Regions from separate parts of the Oryctolagus cuniculus genome. Here region 2 is linked to region 1. A link is a contact called in public Micro-C data. All regions are on one chromosome and are shown on one strand. Each heading gives the region's core, a stretch centred on a gene start, on an enhancer-like site or on the middle of the called end of the contact. The rest is flanking DNA. Distances are from core to core; before and after follow the strand shown.

Region 1 (5,187 bases), core at 130-2,629:
TAGAGCCATTTTATGGTCACTCATGGATTGAACTCTCCAATAGGTCTGCAAAATGAGGGCAGGCCCGGTGACTTAATCGTCATTGGAACCTTTTAGCATTCAGGAGAATGAGGGATGCATGCTGGGGCATTCATTCACCGTTCTTCAGGACATTCAACACGCACAAAACTTCTTGAGCAGGTGTTCAGACAAAGTCCCTGCAAGGATTAGAGCTTGGTCGCCCACAAAGCAAGGTGCCCACTGCTAACACAAGGAAAAGAGCTACACTGACTATTTAAAGAGATTAACGCCCTATCCTTTGAAGGTTTCTACCCCATGGGTGTATATAATGTTTGCAGACAGGGGATAACAACCACAGTCTCCTCCCATTCGCTTTAAACTTCAGGGTTTACTAAGCGCAAATCCACCACCAGAATTCGTTCAACAAGCACTGCCTAAGCACTCACTACGCCAGGTACCACGCTGAGCGCTCGACAGGGACGAACTCCACATGCAGGTTTCTGTCCTGTCAGGGCTCAGAATCTGGTAGGTTCGGTGTGCAAAGCTAGATACAAACACGCCCCGCCGTGGGAATAAGGAAGAGAGAGCAAGTCATCCTGCCTTCTGCGGAGAAAGGAAAGCACACACACACACACACCAAAAAATGACATCCAAGCTAGGCTTTGAAAAATGCTGGCTCTGAATCACCCAGAGCCTAGGTCCAAAGTGGCACTGCCTTGTCCACGGGGAATGGAACGTCTCATGTTGTCCCCAGCTGACTCCTGCGAGGCAGGCAGGCTCATCAACACCCTCAGTTCACTGGAACAACTATGACCCAGAAAGCAAAAGGCGAACCCCAGGGTCATGATTGTGTCGAGGGAGTTGTCCAGTCCAGAACCCAGATCGACAGACTCAGCACAGCTGTAATCTCTGCCCAGATTCAGAGACGTGCAGAGGACCGTAATGTGGCAAACCTCTGGACCCGGAAGTGGGCAAGAGGCCCGAGCTCAAGCCCCTCCAACCATCCGCCGGTCTCTCTCAGCCATGTCCTCTGGTGCATGCTTCTCAGCCACTCACCCGCCGGTGGGCGACAGGAAGTCAGTATCGTCCTCGTCCCCGGCACCGAACATCGCGTCGGCTTTCTCCCAGCTATCTCGGAGAGCAAGCCGAATACTCCTAAGTCCTGTCACCACTGATGTCGCAAAATGCCGCGGGGGCGTGCTGCTTTCCGGCAGGGCGAACTCTCGCACGGTTACTTGGCCGAGAGGAGACTAGACTCTGGGGAAGGTGGGGCAAAGGCAAATGAAAGGTTCCAGTGAGCACGAGCGTCTCGTGACGTAAGGCCTCTCCAGCCCGCACGGAGGGCGGAGTTCGGAAGTCTCGCGCCGGGATTGGTCAGAGAGGCCGGGGGGCGGGGCAGGGGCGGGAATCCGCGGCCTCTGTGGCAGCGGTGGACACGTCGAGCCGGGCAGAAGTGGAGGGGGCTTGTGAGGAGTCGTGAGGGGTGACGGGTTAAGGTTCTGAGAAGGAGGCTTCGGTGGCGGGACCCGACCTGGGAAGGTAAGGCCTCCTCTACCCCCTCTCTTACAACCCTATCATGGGCACCGTCCTTTCCTGTCCTGGCCAAGGACCCTCCGCGCCTCTCTCCTGAGCTCGGCGGAGAACGAGCCCAGGACTGGAATTCTGGAGGTCTGAGCTTTGGCCTGGCCCCTGCAGCCACAGAACCGGAGTGACCTTGGGGCGCCGTGCGCGGTGCCTCAGTTTCCCCGGCTATGCAACGGGTCGTTTGTTCAGTGCTGCCATGTGCTAGCTGGCCAAGAAGCTTTAAACCTCAGACAGAGGCCATGGAATTCAACCCCGATCGCCCCATAAGCCGAGAATTTCCAGTTAAGGGAACGAAGACAGTAAGCTTTTGAGGAGTGACTGGCCTGAGGTCACGCAGACTAGAGGGGGAGACGGAGCCGGATGCTGGTCCTTTGATTCCGGACTCAGCGAGCCGATGGGTGAGCGAGCACCTCACCAGCCCTTACGCACTGCGTGCCCTTCCTGGGTGGTTATTGCTAGACTGTGGCATGCAGCTTGGGGAAAGTCCCCTTGCCAGTCACCTGTATTCCACGCAGGTGAGGTGCGGGAGAGCTGCGGTATTCTGCGTGATGGGAGGGGGAACGCTTTGGAGGCAGCCTTGGCCTGGGGTTTCCTAAGTCTTCCTGTGACAGTCGAAGTCAACATCAGTCGCTGCCTACTCCGGCGCCTCCAGTTCCCACCATCTCTGTATGTTGCACAAGTCTGTCTTTGGTTAACCTGGTGTCGTTCTTGGCGGGTAGGGCCGGCTTAGCCGAAGCGCGAATAAGCCGACCGTGGCCCGGTGCAGCACCCATTTCCACGGGTATGGGTGGAGTTTTTTCACTCAGGGCTTCTAGATGTCCCTCACCTGAAATGGGAGTGAAGTGGTTAGTAGGTAGCTCCCTCCCCAGGGACTTTGTACCTCTTGCCACTTCCCCTGTTCTGGTCTTTATTGTAGTTTGTATAAAACTCAATTGCAAGTCTCCTTGACCGTAATAGGGTCTGATTGATTCTGTTAGTGTGTGTGTGTGTCGGGGGGGGGGGGGGGGGGGATTCATCCTTGTTCTCTTATTCCTTAACTGACTCCCTTAGGATTTTTCTCCCTTGCGACCCAGAGCCCAGAGATGGCTCTTACCCTTTATAGGTAGCTTCCAGAAAGTAAAAATGCCATACTGGCTGTGAACCATATGCGTTGCTTGGTCTCCTTTGTTAATTGAAGGTGATTGTACTGTGGTCTAAAGCTCCAGGGGAGGGGGCTAGGAGAGCTAGAAATATCATATGCAACTATAATCTGTTAAGTAAATATTCCTCTGTTTAACGGAGGACAGGACTGTTGGTCTGTTGCTTGTGTTTCTTTTGGAGATTCAGATGGTTACAGCAGAGAAGGCTGACCGTGTTAAAGCAATGATGCAACTGGAATCCAGGCACCAGAACTGGAACCTGTTGCAGTAGCTCTGTGTAGAATGTGACCCTTGCCACATCTCAGAGGGAAAAATGAACTGGGAAAGTCCCATCGTTCTTTCTGACCCCTCCTTCCCAGAACTTGCCACCATCATTCTGGCACTGAACAAATGAATAGTGCTCTTTTAAAAATGCCAAGGAAATATGAAACTTGTATAACTTAAATGAAATTTTAAAAAACCTGGAAACAACAACAAAATGCCGAGGAAAGATGTGAGCTCCTATCTTGCATTCTTGGGCGGAGGTGTTTTTATTGAGGGTGTTTAAGGGGCCTTCTTAGACACTCAGGAATCTAAAATCTGCCCTTTTGGCTTGGGCGCCACAAGCATGCATATACAGAGTCCCCTTGTGGGAGCACAGCTGCTGATTCTCATTAGCGGTACGAGGGAGAGATGGCGGTGGGTCTTCCGCAGCTTTCAGGCTCGCAGCTGTAGCACTGTGTGCGCCTGAATGAGAATATCTTCAAACCAGAAATATTGGACTAGGAATCAGGAAGCCTGAGTTCATGTCCCACCCTTCTTCTAACACACTCTGAGCTGGGGCCAGGCTCCCGAAACGTTTCATACAAGTAGATTAAACCTAGACATCTACTGAGTACCGCTTTGAATTCGAAGATAAGTAAGGCATAACAACCCTGACCTCAAGTTTGATGTCGCATTTTTGTTTATTTTAAGTATCCAACTACTTAATATGTTTATAAAATGAATTGAAGACTGAGTGGGAAGCAGCCATTTTTTTTTTTAATTTATTTGTTTGAAAGGCAGAGTTACAGAGAGGCAGAGGCAGAGAGATTGGTCTTCCATCTGCTGGTTTACTCCCCAAATGGCTGCAATGGCTGGAGCTGGGCCAATCTGAAGCCAGAAGCCAGGAGCCTCTTCCTGTTCTCCCACAGGAATGCAGGAGCCCAAGGACTTGGGCCATCTTACACTGCTTTCCAAGGCCACAGCAGAGAGCTGGATCGGAAGTGGAGCAGCCAGGACTCCAACTAGCGCCCATATGGGATGCCTGCACTGCAGGCGGCAGCCTCACTGGCTACACCACAGCGCCAGCCCTTGGAGGCAGCGATTTTAATAGTTCCTTTCAAATGATGAGTAATTTTGCAAGAGGTGACAGTTTTTGCATACTGATCTGTACTGGTGAATGCCTTTTAAATTAATAATTTAGAATGATAACCAAGTTGTATCCTTGGTGTAATGATAAGGGATAGGAATTGAATATAGGTTGGTGGGGGGAAGAATCAATATAGTGTTCTGTTCACACAGTCGCTAAAAGCAGAAGGCTGTGAGAACTCAATTCAAGAAGTATCTAAAAGCCCACTATGTTTAAGGCACTGTGCTGGGTGTTGTGAGGGATAGGGAAATGAGTAAGTCCATGTTCCTGTCCTCAAAGTGCTTATGGTTGAACAGTGGGAGTAATTAAAGTACACAAATAACCATAATTGAAGACATGCCACAGTAGTCCCATAAGAAGGAGAAATTAATTATTGTGGGATTTCCAGAGAGGAAGAGATCATATCTTTTTTGGAGGAGATTGTGCCAGTAGATAATAGGCTTTGAAAATAAGTAGGATTCCACTGGGAGTGAGGAAGTCAAGGCTTTCCAAGGGCAGCACTGACAAACACGTAAAGGCAAGAAAGAAGGCACACGTTTCTCACAAGACAGGAGTTGCCCTCTTATCTGATGCAGTTAGGGCCATTAGTTGGTTAATTTAAAAAGTAAGTTAAAGCAGGGAATTGTAGGTATTAATTACATACATTTTTAGACATTTTCTTTTAGCTTAAAACATTGATGTCCCTTGCCATTCCTTTAACATAAGGCCTCAGTCTTTTCGTGAAGTATGTCCCAGGGATCAATATACTACAGCGAAATCTTATGCTGGCTGATGCCTATTTTTGCAAATAGGTTTTATTAGAACATGACCATGCTCATTTGTTTACATATTGTCTCTGACTACTTTTGTCCTACAAGGCAGAGCTGAGTAGTTGCAGCTGAAACCACATGGCCTACAACACTTAAAATGTTTACTATTTGGCTCTCTGTGTAAAGAGTTTGCCAACCCCTGAGCTACATCACCTATGGCTTCTTTAACATAGAGTGAATACTGAAAAGTCACTCACAAAGCAGTCTGAATGCAGCCCTTCAGGGTGTTTGGGAATTGTCTCCCAGCCTTTACAGCTGTCTCTCC
Region 2 (5,017 bases), core at 2,134-4,633, 170 kb after region 1:
ACTTTTTATGATTTGAAAAGACTGCGTAGGTTAGAGTGCGGTTAGGAGCAGTGTGGTTAAAAGGTAATGAGGGTGACAGCAGGGCTGCTTCCCAGGGTCTAAGAGGTAGTTTTGGCAGGCATTCGGAACAGCGCCAGACGCAGTGGGAGCTCAGGAAGTGGCGTCGCTGGCTTTCTAAGGTGCCAGCCATGATCAGGCTCGCGCCAGCTGAGCAGCAGCACCCTTGCCTGTGAGCGAGCGGCATCTGCTGGCCGCCAGCGGTGATGCAGGCTCCCGTGTTTCCAAGATCTGGCCCGGGGATCACACCCCAGACACTGTATGGGGACTTGATCAGTGGCTCCTCTCCAAAAGCACACGGGGAACACGCAGGCGTCATCTCTTCTAACAAGAACGTTCTTTATTCGTACAAAGCATTACAATCTTCTCAACAGCCATCACTCATTGAACGCCTCCCTGTGTTCATTTAACAAGTTGACAGTGTCAGACTACACTTCCCTACCTGTCAAACCCAAGCGCTCAACCTGCAAACAGAACAGTGCTTGTAGCACTGACCCAAAAGAGAGAAAGGCTCAGAGAGGCCAACAGGGGTGCTTTAGAAGCAGCTCGGGGGCACGGCTGGTGGGCCAGCCATTACATTCCTGAGCGCCATCTGACTGCCCTAAAGGGTTTGTATGACATTCTTTTTAAAAGCCGAGAGATTAGAACTAAGAAAGCAGAAGGACTTGCACTTTGGAATACTAAGCAGACTGTCAAAGTTCCCAGACTGGCAGGACTGAGAGAGAAAGTGGAAATGAGAAGAGCCACAGGAGCGGAGGGAGAGCTGTGCCTAGAGGGGAGACGGTCTGGAACTCTCCGTGAACTGAAGGAGGACGCTCAGGCCCCAGCCCGGGAGGCGGGCTTGGCCTCCAGCAGGTTCTCAAGTGCACATGGCGAAGGCAGTGAGGCGCCTGCTCCGTAAGACCCCGGCGTCCCTGCCTGCCTGCCTGTGGTCTCCACTGTTCAATCCGGAGCGCGTGAGCTCAGAGCGCGGCGCCCGGCCCGGCCCGCCCCAGGCAGGCTGCCTAAGGCACACAGATGAGCTCCAGGGTGAGCGGGTCTAACAGAATCCACTCCCACGGATGTTCCTGCCAAGGGGAGAGACAACAGAACAGATTTCTTTAATCCTCCAGTTCTCTTAGCAGTGTCCTAAAGCCAACCGCCTGACCACTTCACGGGTTTCCACGGCCACATCGTGTGCAAGGAAGCCCAGCTTTCTGGAGCCTCATGGCCTCTGAGACTTGGAACACAGCAGGCAGCAGGGGAATTACGACTCTCTTCAGGGGTAGGAGGACTGGGGGTCAAAACCTACCCAGCCATACATGTAAGCCAACACGAGAGATCACACTGACTAACGGAGCGAGCTGTTCAGTGACGACCGCCCGCTCAAGGAAGCGGCACAGGGCTGTGCCAGGCGGCTGCGCGGCGTCGGGAGCGCCGGTTCGGCTGGCGGCCTGCATCTGCTCCAGCACTCCAGCCCGGGGCAAAGCAGCGCACAAACACGGAGCCCACGGCCACCGCCCGCCTGCCTCCCGCCGCCCACCTGCCTCCCGAGGTCCAGACTCCCGCAGCACTCAGTTGTCAATCTCCTCCTCTTCATTCTGCTCTTCTTCCTCCAGCCTCTCCTCATCTTCATCGTTGTCCTCGTCCCTGCTCTTGTCCGGCTCTTCCGAATCCGCCTTTTTGTCTTTGTCTTTCTTCTTCTGTTCCGAAGCTTCCTTCTTGCCCCTCTGCTCCCGCCTATAGGCTGCAGGAAGAGGGGCGGGGTTAGGAGACAGGGCTGGGGGAGACAAGCGGGGACCGCAGCCGGCAGCATCACTGGACAGCTGGAAAAACCAAGGGACACGAGCAGAAAAGGACCTGGCGAGCAGCACCGAGAGGTCTCGGGTGGTGCCACTGAACTACGTCCGGTCACATCCGGTACTGGCTTTCTGGGCCACTCTTTCACAGTCCCAGGGCCACATCAACAGGTCACCCGTCTTCCATGTGGTTTGGGAAACAGAAGGGTACGGGCAGGCACTGGGGGCAGGGATTAAGGCGCAGCTCGGAACGCACGCATCCCATACCTGTACGGGAGTGCCTGGTTTGAGTCCTGGCTCCGCCACTTTAGAGCCAGCCTCCTGCCGGAACACCTTGGATGGCGCAAATACTTGGGGCCCTGCTCCCCACGTGGAAGACCCAGAGGAAGGGCAGGGGTCCGGCCCGGCCCGGCCCGGCCATAGCTAACCTGGGCATTTGGGGAGTGAACCGGAGGGCGGAAGATCTCGCTGTGTTTAACGATCTCTCTCTCTCTGCCTTCCAAATAAAGTGAAGAAGAAGAGAAGCCACGCGGGGGTCGTTACCTTCCAGGGCCTCCTTCAGCGGGGCGACGAACCTCTGGAACTCCATCTCCTCCATGGCGGACAGCACGTCGCTGGCATTCAGGGTCTTGCGTTTCCCTTTCATCGCGAAGTTGTTGGCACTGAAACAAAGCAAAAAGGGCTCTAAACGGCTGCCCCCTTCCCTCTTTAGGACGCGAAAAGGGGCACCCAGGGGTGGGAAGGGAGAACCCAGGCACATCTTGGCCGTACAGATGTTTGCGTAACCTGCGTAAACCCTGCCCTTGCCCGTACCTAAGTCTGCTGTTCGAACAGACCCGGGAAGACCCGGGAGGGGGGTTTACATGGGTCCCAGACCACAACTGCCAGCAGCGGTTCCCGGTGCCTCCCCCCCACCCTCCAGGCCTTAGACCCAGCCGGACGCCGGCTCGCTCTGTCCTGCTCACCACGATGTGGCGTACAGCACGAAGACGCTGGCGGCGCGTGAGATGGCGCTCCGGGCCTCCTTGGAGATGTTGACACCTTCCGGGAGCTGTGATGACGGCGGGAGTGAGCAAAGCCGCCGGCCCAGGACCTGCTTCCCTTCTGCCCGCTCGTCCGCCCCCGGCCCATCGCCAGCCCGAGCTGCTCACCGCCTCCTTGATGATCCTGGTGATTACGGCGTTGGGCAGGTTTAAGTCCTCGGGCCTCTCTGCCATGGCCGCGGTCGAGGCCTGAGTCTGAGCCTAGGGCCTCCTCCCCAGGTACCTCCAGCGTCCGGACTTCCCGCGCCGCTGCTGTCTGACCCTCCGAGGCTTCCGTTCCGCCTCACGTAGGCCGCACCGTGTCCCACAGTGCCCCGCGCCCCCAGCCTTCCTCCTACGCCAGCCCCGCCTCTCCACCTCAAGACGCTTTGCACCCGAACTTTTTGCGCTCGTAGCGGTTTTGGCTCGCTGGATCTTTCGGTCAGCGCCCACCGTACGCCGCACGTTCTTCCTCAGAAGAGTGTCTCTGCTTCACGCTCCCGCTACGTCCAGAGCTTTCGCCTCGAACTAAGTATGGCCCACGGAGGCTTCCGTCCGAGCCCCATCGTGCTCTGCGCCGTTGCTTGGCGACGGAGCGGCCTCGCGCCTCGCGTGGGAGACGGAGGCGTGGAGCCGAGGCGGCTGGGTGGGGCCCCTCCGGACGAGAGGCGGGGCCTGGTGAGCCATTACCGCCGAGCTCCTCGCCGGGCGGGGCTGCGTTGGGCCCCTGGATTTCGGGAACCCTCGGGGTTTCATCTTTGCCGTGGTCCCGAGGAGCCGGGACCCTGCGAGGCGGAACCGCTCCCTCCCGACAGCCACAGTGTTTTTCCTGTTCCAGAACGCAGCGGGGAATCTTTCTTCAGCCCAGCGCTTGCCGATGTCCATCCATCTTTCCGCCCCTCACGGCGCTGTGCTAATCCTTACCAAGGATAGGTGTTAGCTAGGCTTTTTTGGGGAGTTACCTTTTTTTTCCCTTGAGCTCTTGTTCACAGCGGGATGCGCCTGACCAGACTTAGAGGTTCATTTCGGGCTGGGCAGGAAAGGGCGGGAGCAGCCGCTTTTAAAATACTGCATCGTCCCATTTAAAACAGCCTTGTTAAAATTGCGTTTAGTTTTAGTTCATTACATTGTGTGTCGTACACCTTTCCCAGGCAAAATCATACCCAAGGGTTTCTTCTTCTTCCTCTTCCTCTTCTGTAATTAACAAATCTTTTTTATTTGGGAAGAGAGAGAGGAATCTTACATCAGGTTCAGTCCCCAGATGCTGGCCAATGGGTGGTGAGCCAGGTGGAAGCCAGGAGCCTAGAACTCAATCCAGGTCTCCCACGTGGATGGCCAGGACCCAACTACTTAAGATTTAGATATTTGATATATATATATGTGCATATATATATATATATATAAAAGAGAAAGCGAAGGAGATCTCCCATCTGCTGATTCACTCCTCAAATGGCTGTGCCCAGCTGGGCCAGGATGAAGCCAGGAGCCCCTACGTGGGTGCAGGGGCCCGAGCATTTGAGCCATCCTCAGCTGCTGTCCCAGGTACATTAGCAGGGAGCGGGATCAGAAGTGGAGCAGCCGGCACTGGAACCGGTACCCATATGGGATGCTGGCACTGCAGGTGGCGGCTTTCCCCACGACACTGCGGCTCCTGCAGTGGCACTTCAAGTTGTATTCCTTTCACATTAGGTATGTGGAAATTCTTACTGCCACTGAGAACTAATCCAGTTGTTTTTTTCCCCTTGAAACATGCTGTCTCAAATTTTTCTTGCTTTTGATGGATACATGATTAGAGCGAGATACTTCCCTATTAGAAAAACAGCAGAGCACATGCCATGGTAAAAGGCAACCAAACTTGAGCTAGAGACCAGGACCTCGTGGGGGTCCTACTGTACTTGGCTAGGGCAGACTGGGCGTAGAGATGCCAGGAGCTGGAACGCTTCAGCCAATTGCTGTGTAGTTGGAATTGGGCCCAGTGTTGTCAGATGTTTTGATCTGTAAGAGGAGCCAGAAATCTGGATATTAGGGACTATTTCGATTTTTGGTAGGCTCAAAGTGCCTGCCAAACTAAGCAGGTCAGGTTGGGTACAATCCAAGGCCAATAGTTCGCTGTCTTTGATCTGACAAGGTGTTCAGAACATGGTTTGCTTATCAGTGTTC

What was found. Hi-C and Micro-C count contacts between places; a contact is called where the count stands out from the background.
Region 2: a Micro-C map of ear pinna shows a contact between it and region 1, with 5 times the contacts expected there. The contact joins the promoter of C1H9orf43 here to the promoter of SLC31A1 in region 1. A contact is called at or near these places in 2 of 6 Hi-C or Micro-C datasets (ear pinna and an unstated tissue).

Annotation. Positions count from the first base shown.
Region 1 is chr1:216,826,591-216,831,777 of mOryCun1.1, forward strand. It overlaps SLC31A1 (solute carrier family 31 member 1), which reads left to right and starts at 1,380. Exons shown (of 5, transcript XM_070055763.1): 1 at 1,380-1,539. It overlaps FKBP15 (FKBP prolyl isomerase family member 15), which reads right to left and starts at 1,231. Exons shown (of 28, transcript XM_070055719.1): 1 at 1,057-1,231. The coding sequence starts at 1,109.
Region 2 is chr1:216,998,246-217,003,262 of mOryCun1.1, forward strand. It overlaps C1H9orf43 (chromosome 1 C9orf43 homolog), which reads left to right and starts at 3,384. Exons shown (of 13, transcript XM_008273415.4): 1 at 3,384-3,535. It overlaps POLE3 (DNA polymerase epsilon 3, accessory subunit), which reads right to left and starts at 3,127. Exons shown (of 5, transcript XM_070066358.1): 1 at 2,987-3,127; 2 at 2,801-2,886; 3 at 2,379-2,497; 4 at 1,580-1,783; 5 at 376-1,124. The coding sequence starts at 3,052. The coding sequence ends at 1,611.